Linked DNA regions of Mus musculus: region 2 is linked to region 1. A link is a contact called in public HiCAR-type data. All regions are on one chromosome and are shown on one strand. Each heading gives the region's core, a stretch centred on a gene start, on an enhancer-like site or on the middle of the called end of the contact. The rest is flanking DNA. Distances are from core to core; before and after follow the strand shown.

Evidence for each region. HiCAR-type assays count read pairs that join an accessible place to other places.
Region 2: a HiCAR-type map of astrocytes shows a contact between it and region 1, with 3 times the contacts expected there. The contact joins the promoter of Jph1 here to the promoter of Msc in region 1. A contact is called at or near these places in 2 of 39 promoter capture datasets (liver and pre-B cells) and 1 of 115 datasets of contacts at active chromatin or transcription factors (astrocytes).

The regions. Positions count from the first base shown.
Region 1 is chr1:14,754,590-14,757,461 of GRCm38.p6, reverse strand. It overlaps Msc (musculin), which reads left to right and starts at 1,496. Exons shown (of 2, transcript NM_010827.2): 1 at 1,496-2,232. The coding sequence starts at 1,714. It overlaps Gm9947 (a long non-coding RNA gene), which reads right to left and starts at 1,475. Exons shown (of 4, transcript XR_003947744.1): 1 at 1,225-1,475.
Region 2 is chr1:17,096,399-17,099,270 of GRCm38.p6, reverse strand. Jph1 (junctophilin 1) reads left to right here and starts at 1,382. Exons shown (of 5, transcript NM_020604.2): 1 at 1,382-2,045. The coding sequence starts at 1,667. Gm46085 (a long non-coding RNA gene) reads right to left here and starts at 1,438. Exons shown (of 3, transcript XR_001778833.2): 1 at 1,020-1,438; 2 at 446-590; 3 at 1-146. It overlaps Gm31982 (a long non-coding RNA gene), which reads left to right. Exons shown (of 4, transcript XR_865203.2): 4 at 486-698.

The DNA of each region.
Region 1 (2,872 bases), core at 247-2,746:
CTCAAATTGTCTCACGATGAGAACCTCTCTTACCCTACCCCCAACCAAAGACAAAAGGTACAAGAAAACTTCAGGAACGGTAGCAAGTAGGGGTGGTTGTACACAATACCCCTAAGTGGGAGGTATCGCCTTGAGACAAGGTGGAGGGAAGCCTGAAGGGCCGAATCAACCCCTGCCAGCCACCTGCTATGATACTTCAGGCTCAGGGCTCAGCTATTTGTTCTGCTGTAAAGACTAGAATTTGCTAGGCAGCTTCTGCATCCGCGTATCTGCTTGACCCACTCTCATCTGGAACCTGTGAGAGGAGAAGTACAAGAAGACAACAGAGTGGAACAGAAAAGAAACTCAGCTTCCTTCTGCTCAGCCAAGGCAGTCAAACCCCAACCCTTTAAGGGCACCAATTCCTCCGTCTGGAGCACAGCGGGAGTCCCGGCTGACACCTGTCTGTTTGTTAACAAAGCCCCTCAGCTTGAGCACACTTGGCCTGCCTTCCACCTTGTTTTGTCTGCTCTGGGGTTGGGGAAGGCAAGGTGTTTTGTTGTGACTTGAAATGCAGCACAATTCTAGGGGCTGCTTGGTAGTCCTTTGGGTTTTGGTTGTTATTGGTCTTTCTTTGCTTTGCTTTTCCCCTTTCCTTTCTCTTTAATTTTGGCAAGGCAACTGTGCTGACATACTATTCTGCATCCAAGAACTTGCTCTCAAAGCGTTGGGTCTGAGTCCAAACCTTAATCACGCGGAGGAAATCTTACAACAGTGGAAAATAACATCTCTTGATGTGTAGGTTAGGAGGCTTGTGGCTACTGAAATGCTACAAACACACAGATTCCTGATCCCACTTATTTGCTCTCCCAGTGATTTTGCAAGATGGACATCATAACATGTAAGTTTCAGAAATTGCTTGAAGATGAAACAAGACAAAGTAGAAAAAAAGCGCTGCCATGTGAACTATAAAAGCGGGGGCGGAGGGGGGATGGGGGTCAAGAGATGGGTCATTGGAGCTGCTCCTTAGTTTTTGCTCTTTCTCTGTACTCGTTCTATGAAGCCTTGGATAAGCAAACACACATCTTGAGTAATGAACTTGAATGACAGGTCCCCAGGAACACACTGGGAGACAAGCCGCACTGGGCATGCTCAGATTCTTCAGTTCCCACTAAGACCAGCTGCAGGTGAAAATGGAATGAGTAGGAACAAGGTCTTTTCTTTTTGTTCCCAAATCTCACTTACCTCGCACAGATACTCTGAGGGTCAGTCGTGGGCGTAGAGGCCTAAGTCTTTGCTTTGCGCGCAAACATTCCTTGCCCCCGCCCCGCTAACCGCAGGGTTCAGGGGGGAAAAAACGATCCCCACCCCTTCCACGCCCCTGCCCCACCTCTTGTCCCCCTTTCAAGCCCCCTCTACTTTGCCGAGGGGGAGGGGGGTGGCTTTTCCCTAAGAGTACAGATAAATAGTCCTGTCAAAAGGCTCAGCTCGCGGCTGTACTTTTGGATCCGGAGTCAAGTTCAGCAGAGCCCTGGGCTACAGGGTCAGCAGCAGATCGCGCCCACTCCAGGCGCCCAGCTCACAGGGGAGCCTCAGTGCGGAGGCAAGCCCTGGTCTCTGGTCCTCCCCTGGGCTCTCCCACACCCCATCCTCTGTCAGAGAGAAGAAGCCAGAGAAAGCGAGACTGGCCGGGGAGGAGAAAGGCGCGCGCGCGTGGGCGCCGGGGAATAGGCGATGTCCACCGGCTCGGTGAGTGACCCCGAAGACTCGGAGATGAGGGGGCTGCAGAGGGTCTACCCGGCCCCGGCCTCCAAGAGGCCGCCCCTGCTCCGCATGGAGCGCGGTTACGGCTCGCCCAGCGACATTTCTTCTGCGGAAGAGGAGGACGGTGAAGAGGAGCCCGGCTCCCTGGGAGCCGCGGGAGGATGCAAGAGGAAGCGGCTCCGTGGGGCTGACGCTGGCGGCGCAGGTGGCCGCGCAGGCGGTGCGGGGAAGAAGCCGCTCCCGCCTAAGGGCTCGGCCGCAGAGTGCAAGCAGTCGCAGCGGAATGCGGCCAACGCCCGCGAACGCGCCCGGATGCGCGTGCTGAGCAAAGCCTTCTCCAGACTGAAGACCAGCCTGCCCTGGGTGCCGCCCGACACCAAGCTTTCCAAACTGGACACGCTGCGCCTGGCTTCCAGCTACATCGCGCACCTGCGCCAGCTGCTGCAGGAGGACCGCTACGAGGACAGCTATGTGCACCCTGTGAACCTGGTAGGGATGCTGCGCTCGAGGCCGGGGGACAGCAGCCCAGAGCGCTACCCGGGCCCAGGGCTGGCTCGGCCCCAGACGAAGAGCCAAGAGGGGAGGTTTCTGGAACCAGTGGTAAGGAATCTGGTTCAGTGACCTCCGAATCAAGGCAAGAGGAGCCAGCCATTTGCTGGGAGAAAATCATCCAGCCATCTGAAAATGTCCTGGTCCTTTGCCTGGCGACTGCTATCTGTTAACACCCTACTTCTGGGATAAAGTGTGGCTTCCCACTTGGGAGTATTTCTAAGTTTTTAGGCCAAGTTGGAAAAACAAAACAAACCAACCAACCAAACAAACAAAAACTCAGTTGCCCAACTTTTTCCAGACAACAACCTAGCAGGGTTGAATCGCCAGTGCTGCTTTCTTTAAAGGGGGAAGGGGGAGATTGGGAGAACCTAACTTTTTTAAATAAACGTTTGAGTGGTTTAAACAAAAGAAAACACTAATGCAACATAGTTTTCCTGGACGCGACTGTCCGGAAAGTCCCTGTCTAACCTGCCAGCTCCATGAGCTTGGGAAAGATCTCATCCAAACCTATTTAAAAAGGAATGCAGCGTGTGTGTGTGTGTGTGTGTGTGTGTGTGTGTGTGTGTGTGTGTGAGGG
Region 2 (2,872 bases), core at 133-2,632, 2.3 Mb before region 1:
TTTATCTGATTATCAGCCACCTAGTGAGAGGCCCAAGTGCTCACCTGTTTTGTCCTCTCAGCCTGGGGAACAGCAGGAATGCACAATCTGAGAGTCCTTCTGAGACCCTGGCTTGTGACCTGGGGAAAAGACTTCCTCCACTGGCACTGTGAAGGCAAGGAGAGATCAATGCCACTCCTAAAAGAGGCTGTAGTATGTGATTCAACTATCCTGTTAGCAATTCTTGACTTTACGGGTACTACCATCGAAATACACCAAGTCTTTCCCCAACACAGAAAGGGGAGGGTATTTCCATTGAGAAAATGGAGATAAAGTTTAGAGGAGGTATCTGAAGTGAGTTCAACAAGGCAGTGAGTGCTGCTGCAGGAGAGTGCATCAGCTGACACCTGTCCTGTGTTTAGAAGTTCATGGCTTCTTTGTTACATTAGCAGAGTGCTTTACTTACCATATTTCTCCTTGAAAACTGTGTTTTCTTTTCTAAACAGTGGGCGACAGTGGAGAGGTCCCAGGTGTGCATTCCAGGCACTCAAGCAATACATACAGACTAAGCCTGTTTGGGTGCACAGCTCCAGGATGTAGCATTTCTAAAGCTGAGAACAGATGAGGGAACAGGCTGGAATGTAAAAGACAATGCCCTGTGTTCCTGCAATGCCAGCTACAAAGCCCATCACTTCTACAAATAAAACCCAAACAACTCATGCCCATGCTCTTTCAAACTGCATTGCCTCTCTTGGAATCTTCATGAAAAGAAATGCAAACACATGTGCCCTGAAATGGGTAGGTGTAAAAGAACATTCTGCACAATTATATCTAGGCTGCCACAGATTTATCACATGCAGACATATATTTGGAGCATATTAATTCATGATGACAGCTGCGCATGACAAATCCAACAGAGCTCAAGTTGGAATGCTGGGGGAAAAAATGCAACTACAAACCCTATGCAGACACACACCACCACCACCACCACCACCACCACCACCACCACCACCACCACCACCACCACCACCACCACCCACCTACACAAGAGTTGTCACTCTATCACACAGGTGGCCTCACTTGTAGAAGACTAAACACAATTGAAAAGCTGGAGGTTCCAGCAGCAAAGAGCAGGTCCCCAGCACAGGCAGCCGCACCTTTATCCGCAGGCTTGACCGTCTCACGTCTCAGAGTACACTGGCCCTCCCAGTCACAGCCCACTCCGCAGACACACACGTGCCCAGAGCTCGCGCGCCAAGCAGCCGGAGGAGAAGCTCGGCTCCGCGGGCTGGGGGCAGGGCCCGGCGGGCGGGCGTGCGGGCGGGCGTGTCATGGGGCCGGGCCTCCGCGCCCAGGGAGGGGACTAGGGGCGGGCGCGGGGCGGTGCCCGGCTCACGTGGGCGGGTGGGAGCAGCTGAAAGTCCGCTCTGGAGACTGGGCTGTCCTCTCGCGCGCGGCGCTGGCCGGGGCGGCGGCGAAGGAGGAGGGAGAGAGGCGGCGGTGGCGACGGCGAAAGAGGAGGGGAAGACGGGGGCGGCGTCGGACTGGAGCCGATCGGCGGTGCGAGCTGCCCGGGGCGCAGTCGTGAGCTCGCCCGACGGGCCCCTACCCCGGAGCTACACCCTGCGGTGCCCAGCTCTGCCCACGTTTGTGCCCCCACGAGGAGCGCGCCGGGGCTGCCCCCCGAATGACGGGCGGAAGGTTCGACTTCGACGATGGCGGCACCTACTGCGGCGGCTGGGAGGAGGGCAAGGCGCACGGGCATGGCATCTGCACGGGGCCCAAGGGCCAGGGCGAGTACTCTGGCTCCTGGTCGCACGGCTTCGAGGTGGTTGGAGTCTACACCTGGCCCAGCGGCAACACCTACCAGGGCTACTGGGCGCAGGGCAAGCGGCACGGGCTGGGGGTGGAGACGAAGGGCAAGTGGATGTACCGGGGGGAGTGGTCACATGGTTTCAAGGGGCGCTACGGGGTCCGGCAGAGCTTGTGCACCCCCGCCCGCTACGAGGGGACCTGGAGTAACGGGCTGCAGGACGGGTACGGCGTGGAGACCTACGGGGATGGAGGTGAGCGGCATCTCGGGAGTCTCCGAGGGCTGACGCGGTGGGCTCTTCCCTGGCTTCGGGGACGTGGGGAGGACGCGAGACGCACGTGTCCGGAAACCCGCCAAAACATCTGGGGAGTCTACCCTCCCTCTCGCCCTCCTCCCCATTTCGAGGGAGACCACTTGGTCTCGCGGCTGGGTCGCAAGTGTCTGCGGCTCCCCGGGCGGGTAGGCTGTCCATACCCCGGGAGTTAGGCGTGCAGGTACCTGGCCGGGGCCCAGAGCCGCGCTGCCCCGGGAGGGCTGGGCAGGAGAGAGGACACTGTCACTTGAGCCTGTCACATTACATTCCTGATCCCTCCCTCTCCAGGCCGGGTTTGAAATCGCCACTCCGGAGGAGTTAGAGGGACGTCTTGAGCTGTGTGGCTGCCGGTCGGTGCTGACCGCCGCGCGGTTTGGTTTCACGTAGAGTCTCGTATTTCGCTTCTGGCCCTCCAGTTAGCCTAAAGATAGAAGCCAGAACCCCATAAGTAGGATGTTGGGGAATTGGACCTTATTGAGGGTGTATTTTCTAGAGTCCTAGTTACAGGCAGCAGAGCAACTGCCCAAAGCAAGCGGCATTCCTAATTTTCTCCCTAACTTTCACTTGGCTCCTTAAAGTACTTTTGAATCAGAAGAACTGTAATCTTTGCTGACCTGGAGATCTTGAGAAAATGCTTTAGGAAAAATGGACGGAGTTTCCATTAAATATTTAAAAAGGTTAAAGAGTATGCTATATCCTGGATATACATTAGGGGTGTGGCCTAAAAAGTAAGCCTGGTTGTGATTTAACAATGTTTGCCTTATAAT